Linked DNA regions of Sus scrofa: region 2 is linked to region 1. The links are chromatin contacts, called in public Hi-C maps. All regions are on one chromosome and are shown on one strand. Each heading gives the region's core, a stretch centred on a gene start, on an enhancer-like site or on the middle of the called end of the contact. The rest is flanking DNA. Distances are from core to core; before and after follow the strand shown.

Region 1 (6,117 bases), core at 1,169-3,668:
ACATGGTTCCTAGTTGGATTTGTTTCCGCTGTGCCATGATGGGAACTCCAAGATATGTTTCTTTCTAAAGTAAAGGGAAAATATGTTTACTGCCTAATATAATAAAGACAATACCTAAGTCTGGACAAAGGCTAGGTTTCCTGGCTGTGACACAGCATCTAGTTGGGCCCCTCCATGTTGCCCCCATGGGACTAGGGAAGCAAGAAGAATCAGTAAGACGCTGATGCTCAATGTGCTTTTTGAACAATGAGTAATCTGTTTCTGACCCAGGAGTCCTGTGACTTCTTCAGCCAACAGCTGTGAAATTGTTAGACTAACTTGGTAGCTTGCAAGGATTAAAAATCTCAAACCCATCACAGTTTTGACAGTTAGTATATATTAAACAGTATTAAAACATTTAAACACAGCATCTATGTTTAAATCTGACTGCACCTATGTGGTAAAAGCCCTAATCTGATTCAATTTTTTATTGACTGTTTATGCCTGAATGATCACAAAGGGACAACCAATATCCATTTTAACTTTTCTGTAGCTTTCTGAATTTTCCTTAATGATTATGTGTTACTTTTATATTTTTTGGCCACATCTGTGGCATACGGAAGTTCCTGGGCCAGAGATCAAACCTGAGCCACAGCAGTGACAATGCCAAGGCCTTAACCACTGGGCCACCAGAGAACTCCTATGTTTCTTAAATTTTTTTTTTTTATTTTTATAAACTTGACTAGCATAAAATTCTCATATACAGGGCCTTATCAATTTCTCCAACGTTAACATCTTACATAACCAAGATGCATTTTTGTTAACACTAAGAAACCCAACACTATGACTACTACGTACTATGAATTCAACTCCAGACTTTGGAATTCACTCATTTTCCCGTTAATGTTCTTTTCTGTTCCAGGATCCAGTCCAGGATACCACACTGCATTCTGCATGTGCAATTTTGCATTTTAACATCTTTACTGAAAGGTAATTCATATACTCTAAAACTCACCCATGTAACTGTATGAGTCAATGGTTTAGTACCTTAACACAGTTATGTAACCATCACCACTACTTAATTTTAGAACATTTTAGGGCATCAAAAAGAAACTCTGTATTCCTTAATGGTCAGACCCACCACAGCCTCCACCTCCCAGTTCTAGGCAATCATTAATCTACTTTGTCTCTATGGATTTGCCTACTCTGGAAATTTCATACAAATGGAATCAAACAATATGTGGTCTTTGGGGACCGGCTTCTTTCACTTAGTAAGACGATTTCAATGTTCACTGGTGTCACAACAAATGCCAGTTCTTCATTTTACTGCCAAATAATAATCCACTGTATGGATATATACCTACATTTTATTTATTTACTTTCCAGCTGATGGACATTTGAGCTCTTTTCATTTTCTGGCTGTTACGAACAATGCTGCTACAAATATCCACATACAAGTTTTTGTTGGACATATTTTTGTTTCTCTTGGGTATATACCTAAGAGTGGAACCACTGTATCATAACTTCAGGTTTAACATTTTGAGGAACTGCCAGACTTTTCCAAAGGTGGCTACACTGACGTTCCCACTAGCAATGTATGAGTATTCTAATTTCTTCACACCCTTGTCACTGTTCTTATCTGTGTTTGATTACAGCCATCCTAGCAGGTATGAGTAGTATCTCACGTGAGTATATATTTCTTTTGAAAATAGGAAATACTGGAGTTCCTGTCATGGCGCAGCAGAAACAAATCCGACCAGGAACCATGAAGTTGCGTGTTCGATACCTAGCCTCGCTCAATGGGTTAAGGATCTGGTGTTGCCATGAGCTGTGGTGTAGGTTGCAGATGGGGCTCAGATCCTGCGTTGCTGTGGTTGTGGGGCAGGCCGGCAGCTGTAGGTCCAATTTGACCCCCTAGCCTGGGAACCTCCATATGCTGTGGATGCGACCCTAAAAAGCAAAAAAAAAAAAAAAAAAAAGAATAGGAAATATTTTTCAATCTATTGGTTACTTTCTAGGAAAGAGAGAGTCTATGAAGACATAATACTGAACACTCCCAGATTTGTTCCTTCCTTCTTTTATTTAAAAAATGTACTAAATACCTTCTATGTATCAAAACATCATGTCAAGTCTTAAAAGCAGAAGTAGTAAAAGAATGGAATTCTCAAAGAACTCACAATTTATGTGAGAAAGAAGCGGGAATATTAAGTAAACAAAGCTTTCCATAGCATTTTCTACACAGCAGACACTGAAATGTGTGCTGACTTGGACAAGGTGTGCTATGACCAACAGAAATGGGAATTAGAATGAAATGCGACAAACATGGAATGACAAACCATATTTTAAATACTTTATACATTCCTGCCCAGGTCACAGATGCTACACACGGACACACAGGGCCAGAGTAACCAACCAACAACTATTCTCTTTCACTTCATACAAGGCATTGCACAAAACACAGAGTGAGGAAGTCAGAGATTGCCACATCCTTGCAGAGAAGCAGAACCCTGAGAGATTAGAGTTTCACAGAAGTTAAGGAAGAGGGCTAAAACGAGAAGGTAGGTCCATAGTGCCAGCTGCTGCTGAGAAGTCAAAACTGATGAATTTTAAAAAAAGAAGATACTGAATTGGGCAACTGGGAGGCTTATGGTGTCTTTGGAAAGGTCAGTTTTAACACGACAAGTGAGATCAGAATGAAAACTGTAAAGCATCCCATTATATTTCTAAGTTCATGGTGCTTTAAAATTTATAAAGTACTGTCACCTAGATTTGACCTTTTTCCCATCCATGAAGAGGCATGTTGTCATTTTTGGGAAGAGGCCACACACTCGCTGAGGCTAGATTTTGGGATAATACATTTGTGTGTGAACTGTATTATACTGGTAATTTTATCTGCTCAAAAGACTGTAAGATTCTAAGAACCTGACCTCATCTTTTATTCCATGGATCTCTTCAATGAGTAATGGTAGATGCTTACAGATTTATCTCTGAGTTCATTATCCTCAGTGATTTCACAGAGAGCTAAAAGTTGGGAGAACCTTTAGGATTGTCACTCTGCCTCCCTTTACTAAAGCCATTTATAAAAGAAAGAAGAAAGGAAAAAAAAAAAAAAAAGAGTGAGAGCAAGAGAGGGGCAATGAGACTCAAAGAAGGTAACACAACATTTAGAGACTGAGTGAGGACCCAGTTTTCCTCACTTTTGGTCCAGTGCTCTTTCCTCATTCCCACAAGTACCTGTTGTTCTTAACTTTGTCTCAGAATCCAACAATTATTTAAACAATTTTTAATAGCAACATTAAATTGAATAAGTCTGACAAAGTGCATCTGACATCTCTGGAGAAGATTTGTTAGAAAATAAGAGTTGCTGTTTAATTTAGACAAAAATATTTAGAAAATTATCATAATGAAATAACTAAAACATGGAACCATGGGTGCCAATTTTTTGAACAATGAAATGCTATAATCGAAAGAAATGTCTTTTATTTGTTTGTTTTGGCTTTGTCTATTTCTAGGAGCCTGCGTTTTCAATCACTAACAGTTAATTAACAATGATGTGCTGAGAAGGCTCACTGTCTCTAAGGACACAAAAAAAACCTTAAGGAAATCTGCCAATGATGAAGTTCCAGTCAGTTCCTTCTTTGGAATTACGACTCATACACAAACATTTAAAAGTAAAACCTATACTGAAAAATAGTAGTATTTCAGGTAAATCAAAGACTTCCCCATCAGGAAAGGATGGGGAAATCTAGTATAAGAAATCTTTCTATGGCTATCTTGCTGATTTATCTACACAGCTAGCCAGTCAGCTTTTAGGGAGTACCCACCTTATGCAAGAAATAGCGTCAAGGTTCAGCAATAGACAGACAAATCATGATCCTGATGACAATCTGCACTATAGATCTCACAGTTTAAAAGTATGAGGAAACTTTGTTCATTTAAAATATCAAGGGTTGGGGTTCCCTGGTGGCTCAGGTAAAAAATAAAATAAAGTAAAATAAAATAAAATAGAAAATTCCTTCCTTAAAAAAAGTCAAGGATTGGAGGTCCCGTCATGGCACAGTAGAAACGAATCCGACTAGGAACCATAAGGTTGCGGGTTTGATCCCCGGCCTCACTCAGTGGGTTAAGAGTCCGGCGTTGCCCTGAGCTTGGTGTAGGTCGCAGACGAGGCTCGGATCCTGTGTTGCTGTGGCTGTGGCATAGACTGGCAGCTACAGCTCTGATTAGACCCCTAGCCTGGGAACCTCCATATACTGCAGGTATGGCCCTAAAAAGAGAGAGAGAGAGAGAGAGAAAAAAAAAAAGTCAAGGATCATATCCCACCACATCCCAGGATGAGAGATGTATATATATGGTCTACAGATTACAAGACCTAATGAAATAACTCCGCAAACTGTGGACTACAGATTGGGAAACACTGATTAGTTTGTGAAATACAATAGAATCACAAGTACTTGAAACTCCGAGAGGTAAGGAAGTCTTTAGAATAATAATAATAAAAAAAAGATATTTCTGGTTCAGAGATTTGGATGAAGTTTAGTAAAGCTGGTGGTATGTGAGGAAGCCCTACAAGGGGGAAGTGTGCTTAAGAGAGAGCTGGTGGGGCAGGGAAGTCCAGCCATGTGAAAAAGAACATGAGCAAAGCAGTCAGGATGCTTCAGAGCTGGAATTCATAGTTTTGCATGGCACAGACTCCTTCAAGAATCTAAGGGAAGCCATGGATCCCTTACCAGAAACACACATGTGCATCCAGTCAGTGGTTCTGGAGCACAGCTTTACAATCCAGAATAAGGACTTTTCCTTAGATGTTTCTGAGGAGCACACAAAGCCCAAAGGTGTCTAGAAATATCAACAGAGGAAAGAAGAAAAAGGGTGATATGGCTACAATGAATCCAAGCTTTAGGGTGGACACCCCCACTCCCCAATTATATAAGAAGAGGAGTGAAAAAAATAAGTATTATACTATGAACTATATGCAACTGTAGAGTGTATAAATAAGATGGAATAGTGGGGAGGGAGGAAGCATAGGACATCCAGGACACAGAGACCTGTCAGGAGGAGCCTGGACTAATCTAGACTGGAGGCAGCATGTGCCCAGACTGGGACATGGCCTTTGGAGCATGGAAGCAGCAGCAGGTCGGTTAGTAAGCTGGTTCGAAGGGCAGAATCCACAGAGACGAAAGAGAAAGGGAGGAGTTCCCGTTGTGGCTCAGCAAAAATCAATCTGACTAACATCCATGAGGATGCAGGTTCGAGCCCCAGCCTCACTCAGTGGGTTAAGGACCTGGCATTGCCGTGAGCTATGGTGTAGACTGCAGATGTGGCTCAGATCTGGTGTTCCTGTGTCTGTGGTATAGGCCCGCAGCTACAGCTCCTATTCAACCCTAGCCTGGGAACCTCCATAAACTACGCCCTTAAAAAAAAAAAAAGAAGAAAGAGGACTAAAAAAATCTACAATTTAACAGATATATAGAAAATCCAGAGGAGACAATGATGATGCCGTCTACTTGACTGTGTTGAGTCTGAAGTGTTAAGACATCTTTCAAATGGTTAAATGAAGTTATGCATTTTGAGAGAAAGGCTGGAACTAGCCTCATCTATTCTTGAGTAAAAGGTGAAAAGAATGTGTAAGAGAGCAGAGGCAGAACACACCAAGAGAAAAGACACATGGAAGGCAGCATTCATGTTAGGTAATACACATCTGGAGGTGGAGTAGCTTGGAAAGCTCATACTAGCTGGCTTCTTAAAAACACAAACAGCAAAAGTAAATGTGTATTAGGAAATGCAAATAAATCAAAACCATGGAGCGATACCACATCACACCCACTAGGAGAGTTACTGAACACACACACACCAGAAGAGACAAAAAAACCCCAGAAAATAACAAGTGTTGTCGAGAATGTGGAGAAACTGAAACCTTTGTGCATTGCTCTTGAGAGTGTACAATGGCGTAGTTGCTGTGGAAAACAGTAAGGGGGTTCCTCAAAAACTTGGAATAGAATTACCATATGATCCAGCAGTTCCATTTCTGCATACACACCCAAAAGAATCAAAAGCAGGGACTTGAAAAGATATTTGTACATCAATGTTCATAGCAGAACTATTCACAACTAAAAGCGGAAAAACAACCCAAATGGC
Region 2 (6,117 bases), core at 1,911-4,410, 67 kb before region 1:
TGCCAGAGCCCCCCAATTTCCACCTGCTGCCCACACAGTCCTCGAGGAGGAAGCCAGGCTCCTAATAACAGAGCAGGTGTGCAGACATGGTTGAGAAGAAAGCCACTTCAACAGTGACACAGATTAACATCACAGAGAAATGTGTACATTATTAATGTGGAGAAATTCTCAAAGTATTTTACCTTCCAAAAGCTGCAAATTCCCATATGTGTTCATCAAGAAAAGAAAAGTCATTTTTGGTTATTTTGGTCTCAAATGGCACCAAATAATTAAACAAAAACTACAACCTCGAGTTACCCCAGGTCTGAGGATTTTATTGGTTTAGCCAGAAATGTCTTACCTTCATTTTGACCTTTGCACAGGAGGTGAGACTTTCTCGACAGCCTTTATGGACAAAAGCACTGCAATCTGAAAGGAGGGCAAAATCCATGGTGACATTAATACCCAGCAAACAGATCCCAGAGTCTGATCTTCCCCCGCCACAGCAACCTTTGGACTTCCAGGTGAAGCCACTTGCATGTGTGAATGTGACTAACTGAAATTACAGTCTGAGGCCTCTTTCAGGAAGCAGGCATGAGATGTCATTTGGAGGAGAAACAGAGCAGATGTGATTTCCGATTAATGAAAACTAGACATCTGGAACTTCTTGGGCAGGAAGCTGAAAGGCTACCAAAACTAAAAGTGAAAGTGTTTGTCATCGGTAGATAAGTCTAAGGCACAAATAATACACAAATGATAAGTATTTATACATACACATATGGGCACTGACATATATACACAATAACAACATCCACCTTAAAAGGGGTTGTGAAATTTGTATGACTCTGTCAAAAGTAGAGTATGATTATGAAAATCTGCCTGTTTATGTAGTTCAACTTGGGATCCTAACTACTCTGAGCTTTTTGCAACTCAGCACCCTGAGTCAAGAGCCTCTGAAGAAATATCATCAGAACTACCCCAAAGCACCTCTGGGAACCCTGAGTCAAGAGAAAGTGGGAGACTTCCTGAAAGATGAAGCAGAGATTTCCCCAAAAGATGAAGCAGAGTCCACAATACACCAAGGACACAATTTTTATCTCAACTCTATTTCTCATTTCTTGGTCCACAAGGGCCACTGATGTAAAAGCCCAGCCCTCTGTGCCTCCAAAGGGCTGTGGTCAGCTCATACTGCTGCTATGATGTCATAAAACAACTATGTCAGGAGGCCAGAGGTGAAGAAGAAACAAATAAAAGAGCTGCCTGTGGGGACACCCCATGAAAGAGCGCCTCCAGGGAAAGGCTCCCTGAGAAAATCGGACAGACACCATCCACACAACACTTCACACGTTGATTCAGGAAGCACCACAGGCCCTGCCTATGGCGACCCACTAATCATGAGCCACAATGCTCTGCTGGCTCAGAGGTATGGGCTACAGGATACTAGAATGGAGACTGCCAGAACCCTAGACCCCAAAGCTTTTTTTCCCATTCCTTCCTCAATGCTTACTTGGTTCACAGGTCTTTTCCTAACACACCAGTTACAATGGGTTGGGTCATCTTTCGGTTTTCTCCTCCACTGGGTGCTCCTCCAGGGTAGGGTCCCTTTACCTACTGCTGAATCTTCAATGACATCTCCAGCACAGGGCCTGGCTCATGCCACCTATTCAAATGTCTGTTTTAGATCTTATGTCTATTTAATCCAAAAGACAAGCACCCTGACACAACCTTGATTACAGTATATCAAATACCAACTTATTAACACTAAAGGAGAACGAGAATAACAGCTGTCACAATAAATGAGATTTAGGTCCTGGCTCTCTTAACTAGTTAATGTGACTCTATGCAAGTTCCTTCTCTACAGGCCTCAGTTCTCTCATCCATAAAATGAAAGCAAGGACCACATTTCTCCACAGGCTCCCTTCCTCTGTGATTCTACAAGACTCCTTCCTTATGCTTCATCTCCTGAAGAAAGATACTTTTTTGAAGTAAATCCACTGGATTGTTCTATAAGGTTCATGTTGCAGAAGAGTTTTCAATTTCTTAGTCATATAAATTATCACTAGGACAGACCATCCTTCAGGGCATGGTTAGAGAGGGACTAAGTAATCAATAGGCCAACTGGAGGGATCCTGGCTAATGCTATTGCCATAAAAGTGGCGATCAGGAGCAATTCCACTTTTGTCTGGAAGTGGGGCGGAGTGAAACTATTCTGGGCCTTGGTCTTTCACTCCCACTCCTGGGCATATCAGGGTTCCTCTCTTGCCAACATCACTGTCTGGTCATTTTCCTGATATTAATCAATCAGAAGAGACATCCAAGTTCATTTACCAATAGCAGCATGAGAGACTCTCCTGGGAAAAGCTCATTCAGGGAATCTCAAGAGGAAAAAACCTGGAAGGTGTTATCTCAGTCACAACTCTATTCTTGCTCCCACTGTTTTCCTCTCCAGGAGTACACGGTAAGGGAGTTACATGGATGCTAGGCTCCTTGTAATTTCCACCGTTTGTGATCATGACCGTTTCCATATAAGTCGTGAAACTATTCTAGAAGCCAGCAGTTATGAAAAGGTTATATATCACTGAATGTTAATGCCAGAGTTTCTCACCAACATCCCTTTCTGGGCACTAGGAAGCCTTGCAGAAAGAGACCCTTGAGGAGTGACTCATTCTAATCAGCAAAGGGGAACATTTTGAGGATATTTTTCTTAAGAACCAGAAACCACTGGACCTCATTAATTTGTCTAGTTCTCTGCTACTTGGAAATAAGGATAAAATTTGACAAAGAAATCGTCTTAACTGCTCAAGAGGAAAAAAGCAGAATTGCAATTTGCAAACAGAAACCCACATGACTCTTGAAACCACACCACCTACCCCCAAACTCAATGCCTTTATGCCCTTCCGCACATAATGCAACAGAACTCATGTTCCAGGGTCTAGACTCTAGTGAACTAGAGACTAAAGACTTTAAGCCACACTAACCAACAGTCTTCCGGAAAGAGTCAAGGAGGCTGAAGCATTTGTCCTTAATGATTTGTATTACAACTTTTTTGCCTTTCATTCCCAGAAACTCTTTAATGGCTTCCCTTCATCTTTAGTATCAAGCTCCAACTTCTCACTAGCTTCATGTGGCCTGTCAGGTATTGCGTATGTTTCTAACCCCTTGCCATGTTCTGTCACACCTCCAGCTCTGAACACGCCGCTGCCTGCACCTGAGCCCTTCCCTCTCTGCCCTCCTTGACTGGGCTGGCAGACTCGGCTCTATGATGTCTTCTCTGACTCCCTACCTCTGCACTTCTGGTATCCCATGCCTGCCTCCATCACGATACTCTACTGAAATGGCCACACTCTTCCTCTGGACAGAAAATTACTGGAGGGAATCTAATTTGTCTTTTTAAACTTTACATCTCTATTTCCAGCCTCAGGCCCATAATAGTCACTAAATGTCTAAAGAATAGAGAGGGGTGAACAGGGCAGTTCCAAGCTGCTGGACCCACAGCAAGAAGCATAACAAAGTCGTTGAGGCCACATCTGTATTCATTTTCTAGTAAGAGAGAATGTGCTTCCCCATCGCACCACTATCCTTACTAAGGATACGTGCCTCTCCTCCCCTCCCCTGCTACACTAATGCCTGGGACCACGTATCAGTCTTGTTTATCCATCGCCTCTTTCTCATGCACAGGTTTCTCACCTCCCCCCCCCCCCTTTTTTTGGTCTTTTTGGTTTTTTTAGGGCTGCACTTGAGGCATATGAAGGTTCCCAGGCTAGGGGTCCAATCAGAGCTGTAGCCACTGGCCTATGTCTCAGCCACAGCAATGCAGGATCCGAGCTACGTCTGTGACCTACACCACAGCTCACAGCAACGCTGGATCCTTAACCCACTGAGCAAGGCCAGGGATCGAACCCTTATCCTCATGGATGCTAGTTGGGTTCATTAACCGCTGGGCCATGACAGGAACTCTCCCTCCCCTTCTTTTCCCTCTGTCTTTCACATACATTGTCTTTAATCCCTTTAAATACACCCCTTTAATCACCTTCTCTCAGAACCTGCTTAGGTACCTTTAGGAGAACCTCTGGTTTCACTCCATTTTACTTAAACAAAATACTCTTTGAAACACAGGCAATATAAGTAGATGAGGAAAACTAATGAGCTCATATCAAGGACAAAGAAAACCACACATTTTGAAATGGAATTAACCGTAGTACCACACCCAATAACACTATCTCAGGAATGTTTAAAACTCTTCATTAAACAGTAAGAAACAGATAAGAACCCAACAGAAAAGTGGTACAAAGACCATGAACAGGCAACTCACAAAACACACAATATGGTGCTCAACCACCCTAGAAATTAGAGAAATGCAAACTGATACCAACCAGAATGGCCAAAATAAAAGCCTGCCAGTTCTAGGTGCTGGAGAGGATATGGTGGCACAGCAGCTCTCATCATCTGCTGATGAATCTAGAAACTGGCACCTTCACTTTGGAGAGTAATTTGGTAACACCTTGATGAAGCTGAAAATGTTCTCACTTCAAGAATTAGTAATTTCTTGGTATATAGCTTGGTGATTCAAGTACATAAGGATGTTCCCTGTGGTACTGTTTGTAACTCACAAAAGTGGAAAATAGCCCAAATGACTTAGCAGTGGAACAGTTTTGATACATTCCTAAAATGAAACACTATAAAAGAGAAGTCAGTAACCTGGACGAATCTGTTTCAATATCCTGCCTGAATCCCCCAAATACGACGTTGAGGAGAATAAAGTAAGTTATAGAATGAGATATACTCTATGGTACCACTTATGTAAACTAAAATAACCTGTTTATATATGAGATAGTTATAAAACACAGGCTACATATACACTGAATGCATGACAGTGTTTTTCTTGGGGAGGAAGGAAGAGGAAGGGATTACAAAGGGAAACGGGAATTCAAACTTAACTATAATGGTTTATTTCTTCAAAACTGAAAAAATCTACAGCAATATGACAAAATGTTAGTCATTTTTTTGTTTTGAATAATGGGTACCTAAGTGGTGGTTATATATTATCCATGTACTACTTTGTATTAGTATGTTCTTTTTAAAACTAGATCCTAATTCCTTCAAAGTTCTTTGGATTTCCTTATCCTTAATCGATTAATCACATTTGTGATAAATTTAAAACAATTTTCAATTAGATTTTATGTCTTATATTCCAGTTACAAAAGAGCATTTTTCTCCTTTGCTGTAAGGAAAATCAACATTTTAGACAGCAATGGGTAACACAGTGTGGATGTGGATTTCCTAGAGAACTTGCACGAATTCTGATCTACAAAAGTGACCAACTATAGACAGAACTTGTTTCCAAGTTGCATTCTTCCTGTTTCTTTCCTCCCCATCATTCCACCATGCTACAGAGAATTAAGCAATGGCAATTTCTGAGGGAAAGTTGCCATCACTTTTAAACAGACTCTAGCAGTATTCAAGTTCTCAGGCCAGTGTTTGAGATTTAAAAGACAACTCTAATTGATGAATCATAAAAGCAGAACTAATATTTAAAATGTACTTCTGGTAAACAACTTTTCACACAAATCCACTTCTTCAGTTAACTGACACATGGCCCCAAACCCACACAACCCAGCTGAGATTTTAATATATTCTATGACATGATCACAAGTCTTAGAGATAAATAGTCTACATGGACGTCTGCTTAACATACTCAAGTACCTACCTGAAAAACACACAACTTGTTACCAAGCTGTCCTGGACTCAGTTCATGGCAATAGTTTTAGTGGTGTGCATGGGCGATTTAGAAGCTTTGGCCCCACTAACATCAGCCATGAGGTTAAAACCTCTGTTGAAAACAGACAATTACCAAGAACACATGGACCAAAGACAAATCTAATACACTTTCAAGCTCTCTGCCACAAACCATACAGTGTTGTTAGGGAGATCAAAGATTTATTTGGTCTCCTTTTATTTTTCAAAACTATTTCCTAATAGCAGTAAGCAATATGCTTTCATTTTTCAAACTTCTTCAAAAAGGTCTCGGCACAGTGGTTTATGGGAACAGAGCTGATCCTTAATTAGACTCCTCTGAACTTAAAAGCATAAACCCCAGCCTTCAACTTCTTTTCTTGCTACAAGGAGGCATCAAACAAA

What was found. A called contact is a pair of places that touch in the nucleus more often than the background predicts.
Region 2: a contact with region 1 is called in a Hi-C map of liver, with 5 times the contacts expected there. The contact joins two enhancer-like sites. A contact is called at or near these places in 2 of 5 promoter capture datasets (fetal liver and liver), 14 of 47 Hi-C or Micro-C datasets (alveolar macrophages, blood, embryonic fibroblasts and 5 more) and 2 of 2 datasets of contacts at active chromatin or transcription factors (alveolar macrophages and skeletal muscle).

Annotation. Positions count from the first base shown.
Region 1 is chr7:88,113,377-88,119,493 of Sscrofa11.1, reverse strand. All of the region lies in intron 8 of AKAP13 (A-kinase anchor protein 13), which reads right to left. Among named protein-coding and RNA genes, the nearest start is that of KLHL25, 180 kb to the left of the region's middle. Within about 2 kb of position 2,418, at least 9 of the 83 cell types and tissues checked have an H3K27ac peak or open chromatin away from gene starts, as enhancers often do.
Region 2 is chr7:88,181,249-88,187,365 of Sscrofa11.1, reverse strand. It overlaps AKAP13 (A-kinase anchor protein 13), which reads right to left. Exons shown (of 38, transcript XM_021099912.1): 19 at 341-408. Among named protein-coding and RNA genes, the nearest start is that of KLHL25, 110 kb to the left of the region's middle. Within about 2 kb of position 3,160, at least 7 of the 83 cell types and tissues checked have an H3K27ac peak or open chromatin away from gene starts, as enhancers often do.